Linked DNA regions of Gasterosteus aculeatus: region 1 is linked to region 2. A link is a contact called in public Hi-C data. All regions are on one chromosome and are shown on one strand. The core of a region is the stretch at or near the end of the contact, and the rest is flanking DNA. Distances in the headings are between cores, read along the strand shown.

The links. A called contact is a pair of places that touch in the nucleus more often than the background predicts.
Region 1: a Hi-C map of tail fin shows a contact between it and region 2, with 2.6 times the contacts expected there. The contact joins the enhancer-like site here to the promoter of hoxb5b in region 2. A contact is called at or near these places in 2 of 6 Hi-C or Micro-C datasets (skeletal muscle and tail fin).

The regions. Positions count from the first base shown.
Region 1 is chr5:8,034,333-8,038,089 of fGasAcu3.hap1.1, forward strand. All of the region lies in intron 11 of skap1 (src kinase associated phosphoprotein 1), which reads left to right. Among protein-coding and RNA genes, the nearest start is that of snx11, 9.8 kb to the right of the region's middle. Within about 2 kb of position 2,214, at least 2 of the 9 cell types and tissues checked have open chromatin away from gene starts, as enhancers often do.
Region 2 is chr5:7,986,720-7,990,366 of fGasAcu3.hap1.1, forward strand. hoxb5b (homeobox B5b) reads left to right here and starts at 2,283. Exons shown (of 2, transcript XM_040176912.2): 1 at 2,283-3,260. The coding sequence starts at 2,636. hoxb6b (homeobox B6b) reads left to right here. Exons shown (of 3, transcript XM_078102980.1): 1 at 1-113; 2 at 1,059-1,091; 3 at 1,190-2,005. The coding sequence ends at 1,470. All of the region lies in intron 1 of LOC144407964 (a long non-coding RNA gene), which reads right to left.

The DNA.
Region 1 (3,757 bases), core at 964-3,463, 48 kb after region 2:
GATGGAGTGGCTAGAGATTTATGGCACAAACCCATCCAGGGTCCTTAAAACTCTTCCTCTTTCTCTCTGTCGCCTCGCTCGTCTTCTCTCCCCCCCCCCCTTCCTTCTCTCTCCCCCCCTGGTTTATGTCCCTCTCATCCCTGTCGTCCAACCAATTCGCAGAGAGAGGAGAGCCGGCCAATCCCGTGCCTCCCCCAAAACCGAGCGTCCCATCTGGCCCAAGTGTCGGGCTGCGGCTGAGTGGTAGACACCACTGACACCGTGTGGCGGTTTCTCGTCCTCGTTTTGTTACGTGACCACTTCTGCCGAGACCAGAAGCTGATTTACAGCCTTACGCACTAAAGTGCTGTGAATTATGGCCTCTCATGAATACAAGCTGTGATATTAAGGAATGACATTCTGAAACCCATTCCGTGCTGTAAAGTTTCAATCTTCTCTGTCCGGGCTACCTGTGACCTCTTGGGGTCTCCTCTGTTTAACAAGCCGCAGCCCGCGGGTCACACTGCACTGAATGCAGCCCCAGAAAAGAAAAAGTGGGCAAACAATGAGATGGGAAAAGTCAAGCAAGAGAGACAAAGAGGGGGCGGGTCCTTTTTATTCTTTTGTGTGAACCCCCCCCCCCCCTCTCTGTCCTTTCTCCTTTTCTCTGTCACACACCCATTTAAAGACCCCTGGCTGCTATTGTGCCCATAGACACCAAGACGCTATAGACAGGCAAGACATCCTATTTACCACCCAAAGTAGCAGGGGGTGAGTCTGGGGTTTGGGGGTCATGCAGGAGGCAGCGGTCAACTCCCGGTCAACTACAGTAGGTCATTATTCAGCCCAAGCCAATAGCCCCGAACCGCGTCCGAGCAACCCACCCCCAATCCATTCTGCCTAATTATTATAAATGAGGGGCGGCGTAAACAGCCATCATTACAGACACTCAGTGGCATACACAAATCCACTTTAAATTGCTATTAAGTTAAGGAGCTATCTGTAATCCCAGGCGTGCATTAGAAAGGAGCGAGTAGGTTTTCTTCTTATTAAATCTCATCGTCCCTGAGATATTTTCAAACGTTCTCAGGCTCCGTCATGTTTCCAATTTGAAGCCAATTCACTGATTTAATTAAAAGCCCACTTGGAAAAAAATGGACACTAAGTAGCCGTTTCGATCGCTGGACCAGCAGAATTATCGTCCATATTTCTGGATGGATTTCGACAAGATCACTTTTGGCACAGAGTCCTTGTAACATCCCCGAAATAAGCATCCCGCCCCTCCCCCACAGTTACAGGTCCTATCGGGGTCGATTTGTTAGGTGTTACCTGTGTGAGCAGGGAGAAGAGCTCGCTAACCTAATAGCAGGGTTACAGATCTGTGTTAGCGGCGTCCATGTTTCTTTGTTAAAGTGACCAGTGACGGGAGGACTGCAGAGAGCTGCAGCGATTCAGACGAGTCCGATGCAGAGCAGAAAGAAATGCAGTGAGAAAGAGAAAAAAAACTGAGAGGATGCAAGTGGGAAGAGATGGAAAAGAGAGGAAGGGGAGGAAAGTAGGAGGGGTGGGCAGGGTGTGTGTGTGTGGGGGGGGTTTGTAACACCCAGGCGGCGGGTTCAGCGGCAGGGCAATGAGAGACTTCCTGCGCTCCATCACGCCCAAGGCCTGCCTCAGTCAGCTGGTGGCCGAGGAAAGATGCCTCATGTGTCAGGCTTATTAGCACTCCCCCTAGTTTGTATGCATTTGGGATTGTGTGTGTGCGTGTGTGTCATTTGGGAGCATGTGTGATGAAAATGGGAAAAAAGACAACATCTGTCCACAGTTTTATATTCCTACCCCACCTCTCCAAAACAGATGCATTTATTTTTCTGACCTAGATTTTAAAGCTTTTTGGGAGCACAATCGGGAAGGAGGCAGGCCGCCCCCCCCCCCCCCCCCCCCACCGCCCCCCTGAACCCCTGCACCCCCCACCCCTTCCCCCAACACACCTCCCCGCCACCTCGCTGTCTTTCGCCGCCTCCACCCAACCCTCGACTCACCTTCTCCCCGCTCCAAGCTCAGAGTAGCTGTCAATCCGTCCTCCGGTTACGGGACCGTGAGCGATGGGCCCATCAGAATGCCAGCCATTAGCCAGCCCCCTGAGTGGTAAATAAACGATCGCGCCGGTACACTGCAGGTGTTGTCATGGCAACCCGCTCTCGCTGCCAGCCCCGCCAGCGCTCGTTCCCTTCCTCTCCTCTCTCTCTCTCGGCGGAGGAGTCACCGGGAGGTCAACGAGTCAACGTGCCGCCACGACACGGCGCTGTTTGGCAACACCCCCCCCCCCCCCCACCACAAACCCCACGCCTCCCGTCACCCTCACACAGTGGATCTTATCTGCATCCAGAAGATAAAACCAGACTTCTCTCGGGACGCTTGATTTTATCACCTTCAAGCCACTCGGCAGGAAGACGTGAACTTTGTTTCTTGGGCCCCTGACGATGGCGTTTCAGGGGCTTAAAATGCAAAACCACCCAAAAACAAATCAACCTTAGAGACAAATAAAAGAAGAGAGGAGGAACAAACAGAAGGAAGAGGACATTGAGGAGTTTGCATAGTTTTTGTGATTTGGATAATCTTCGCTCCCCGCCTCTTGGAATGTCCCTATTACAGCAGGTGTACTCTGGATGAACCCGTTTCAAGTATGAGGAAGATGGACTCTGCACGCCTGACAGACTTCCACTGCCATTGGCACCCACTCTGTGATGTAGCAGTTGTATTAAAATGGCGGCGCTGATAATCCAAAAGACCTTTCTCAGGGAGAATTTGAGAGTGACTGCACAGATGGGCCGCGGAGATAAATAAAACTCTCTGTCACTTCGGTTGGTGGAATAGTGCTGCGACGCCCCAAGGGAGAGAAAAACAGTTTCTCTCCCCCTCGCTCTCTCCGAATGTCTCCCCCCCCCCCCCCGCCACCCCCCGTCCGGCTGTCTCCCTCACCCTCTCCTCTTCTTCTGTTCACGCTAGCAAGGATGGGAACCTGAGCCGGCTTTCCGCAATCGCCTGCCACCCCCCCACTCTGCGGCCTCATGGGGGTGCAATTAAAAAAAAAGACGATTTCGGACCTTGCCCCCCCGTAACCCCCTCCCCACCACCCCCTGCTTTATGAACCCGGAGAGGCCGAGCACAGCGGAGCATCTCTGCGTGAGCCGAGTTGAGCCAACGAGGCTCCTCTTGGCTGCCGGTGCTCATCCATCCATCGCTGCTTCTCATTAGGCCTCGTTCCTCCAGGTGGAGAGAAGGCGCCACCTTTTCCCCAAAACGCTCTCCGTCATGTCAGTGAGAGTGTGTGCATGCGCGTGCGTTTGTGTGTGTGTGTGTGTGTGTGTGTGTGTCCCATCTTGTCCTCGGGCCCGAGACAAAGCGCTCACGCAGCCATTCCCGATCTGCCGGAGCTCAGCGAGCAGAGCGATGAGTTCCAGGAGAACGGCGGCCGGCTGGTGCCTCCTCCGGTCTCTGGCCACATGGTCCCGTGCAGACCTGGCACCATCAGAACACCGTGCTGGTGTTGTTGTCAATGTTGTTAAGCGCTCTGGTTCTTAAATTCGGATGGAATATTTTGTTTTTTTTGTTTTTTTGATCTGCGTCATAGAATATCTGCATGTTTTGGATTGTTTAAGGGACTAATTGTAGAATATTTAGACTTCTATTATTGTCTTTGACCACCATCCTTAACATAACATGCATCCTAAAAAGTCACCCACAATTTTATTGAATATATTTTGATACTTAAAAAGTA
Region 2 (3,647 bases), core at 1,033-3,532:
GCAGCGCAAAGCGGAGTGCGCGGAGCATCCGGTCGGCGCGGGCAGCGGCGTCGAGGACAAGTCCTCGGCGCTCATCTACCCGTGGATGCAGCGGATGAACGCCTGCTCCGCCGGTGAGTAACGGACGTGTTTATCACTCTGTGGTGTGTTGTCACGCCGCCGCGGAGGTAAAAGGAGCGAGCGAGTGATGAGTGAAGTGAGGCGCCCTGAGCCTCTCAGCCGCGCGGAAAGCGCGCCGGGTTCGCCGGTTAGAGACCGGAACGATCCAACAATTAACGCGGTTGCGCCGCAGAAAGTTTGAGATTCGTGTTGTGATTGCGCGCGGAGCTCCGCGCGCCTTCGGGGGCTTCGGCTGCGACATCATCATCACATACATGCATACACGGGAAAACCACGCGCACACACGCGCACCCACGCACACAGAGACTTGGCCAACACCCCCCCCCCCCCCCTCTCTCGATATCGAGTTTACAGCTTTTAGTATCACATTGCATCCTTGAAATGGGCCCTTTTCTCAGTTTTAGAGCGACATTAAACATTGCAGAAACACCTCGAGCAGCTTCTAAATATCACACATTTCATAAAACACGACTTCCCATATGAGCGTCGTTGATTACAATGCTCAGTGGGACATATGATGCTGTCCTAGGAGAGGAAATTCACCATGAGGGCACTTTTACGCACCACGCTGTGTTCACATACATCCTGTAGCCCACAATAATGACATCATGAATGATGTTTTTTTTATAATAAAGCATAGGCAAAGGTAGATATAAACTCACGTAATGTGTGCAATTTGTATATTAAATCTATATAATATGTGAATATGGTCATATCTTACAATATATACATTTTAAACGAACATTGATATTAGCTTTTTGTGTAAGAAGGCTGTGACCGAAATATAGGAGAAAATTAAAAAGAATACATACAACAAAGTACAGGTAATTCCCTTATCTACTTTATACACTAAGAAATATTACATTTGAATGTTTCACTGTGATTTGGAGTTGAAATACACCAGACATCTGAATCCTTACTTTATTGTATTCTTTCAGACACACCACTACAGATTTCGAGTGCACTCTCAGGTAGATTTTTCCTCCTACACTTTCGACATTGACTCAAGACAAAACATTTAATTATCAATGAATTGATTAATTGAATATAAACATTTTTTCCCCTCCAGGTCCATTTGGCAACAGTGGCCGCAGGGGCCGACAGACCTACACCCGCTACCAGACCCTGGAGCTGGAGAAGGAGTTCCACTTCAACCGCTACCTGACCAGGAGGCGCCGGATAGAGATCTCGCACGCCCTGTGTCTCACGGAGAGACAGATCAAGATCTGGTTCCAGAACCGCAGGATGAAGTGGAAAAAGGAGAACAAGCTCCTGAATCCTTCAAAGACACCCGAAGAAGAGGAGGAGGAACAACAACAGGCAGAGAAAAAGGAGATAAAGGGACACTGAAGGGAAGGCGCGTGTGCGTGTGTGTGTGCGTGTTCGTGTGTACGCGCGCGCGCGTTCGTGTGCACACTGCCATAATAAAAATGATGTATAATTTTTGTGTAGATAAAGTGCTGCCAATGCCATGTTAGAGACGGATAGACTTCATTTCAGTATCTGCACGGTGGTGTTTGGTGCATTAGGTTGAAACCAGGTCCTCTTGTCTGTCCTTGTGCTCGTGTCTTCATTTGGGGGACTTTATGCAAAATCCGCCAAAATGTAAATATGTTTAGTGTTCAGTTTTTTGTTTTTACTCTGTCGTTATCGTAAGGGGCTACTGGGTTTGTTCTTATTTTGTCCTCCCGTGGTGTTCGTTGTTCTATAATAGTCTTAGGCTTGATGTTTTTGCAGCTGTGCCATCTGACATCTGTACAGACAAGAAATGTTACATGTTATTTATTGTTGTTCACCTCCGGTTCAATGCACATTTGGATATTGCGTGAAATATTTTGTTTAGGAAATTGTACATAGAAATAAAGGCTTTTTGATGTATATTGGACGATCTTGTGGCGTCGTTTTGTTTTTAAAAACAGACTATCATTATTGTAAGTATTATTCTAACACGGTGCTGAACGTCTCCTGACGCAACAATAAACCAATAAAAATACCCATGAAACTCCGGGTAACGATGAAAAATAATTCCACGTTGACACTCCACGCGTTAAGCTGCCAGCAGCGCGGATGATACGTCTCTGTTATGCGTTACCTGAGCCTTTTGTGGCCTGTATCGTCAGCGCGTTACGGAAAATGATGGATGGCTCCGCGGGCCGCTGGCGGCGCGTCCCCGCTGAAGCGATACCGCCTCTGTCCAGAAGATGGCGCTCTCTGTCCGCTCGGGCTCTCGGGAGCGCAGCGGGGAGGCACCATTGACTGGAGCCTAACGACCATTATTTCGTCATCATTTGTAACCACGGAGCATGAATTACCTCTTGAAGTCATCAGTGAGGATTTACGACTGGTCAACAAAGGCACGTGATTCTCGAACGCTCTCCCATATTTGGCCGCATACCTGGCAAAGTACAGTAGGGGCTTCATTGCTTATAATTCATGATTGCGTCCATAAATCGTGCAAGCACACAGGATTATAGCGACAAAGATCTACAAATCGAGGCTTTAAAAATCCAAGCAAATGAGCTCTTACTTTGTAAACTCGTTCTCGGGGCGCTATCCAAATGGCTCCGACTATCAGTTACTAAATTATGGGACTAACGGCGCTGTGAGCGGCTCCTTCAGAGACCCTGGCACCATGCACTCCGGGTCTTTCGGCTACAACTACAATGGCATGGACCTAACCGTGAACCGCGCCAACAACGGCGGCCACTTCGGGGCCGTGAGGGAGGACGGCCGTGGATTCGCGCCGGACGCCCGGTACAGACAGACGCCCAACTGCTCCCTCGCGTCTCCAGACCCGGTGCCGCCGTCGTGCGCCACGGCCAGCCGCGAGCCGCTGGAACTAAAAAGCCCCTCTCCTCCCTGTGACCGGAGCTCGACCGCGAGCGGCAACAATCTCAACAAAAACAACAACAACAACAACGGCGGCGGAAGCGCGCTTTTCACGGAGATAGAGGACCCCTCCGTCAACTCCGAGACCGAGGAGGGCGCACACGGCAGCGGCGGCTCCGGCTCGGCCACCCGGGCGCAGCAGCAGCAGCAGCACCACCAGGATCCAAACGCCACCTCCTCTACCCCCTCATCGAATGATTGCCAGTCGCCACAAATATTCCCCTGGATGCGGAAACTGCACATAAGCCATGGTATATTCACACCTCTAATAATATTTAGTTTGGACGGATGTCACGCTGGACGGCGTGTCATAAATCTGCCAGAGTGTTTGCATGAGTGAGCATCTCGGTGTGTATGGAGACGATAGGTGGTGGTGGGGGTGGGGGGGTAACAAAAAGGGTCAGTATTTGTGGAGGTGGGCTCGGCTGGTTGTGTTATGTTTTTTCGGGGTTATGTGCCGGCTGGGGTTTTTTTTTTTTGTCTGCGGGAGTTGGAGCTGAGAGAGAACCGTGTGAGTGCTTGTTTTGTGTCGCATGCCTTCTCCTCGTGTTGTGACCCCTCCAGTGTGTGTGTGTGTGCGTGTGCGTGTGCGTGTGCGTGTGCGTGCAGCTAAACATTTACAGAAAAGCGTTGCAGTG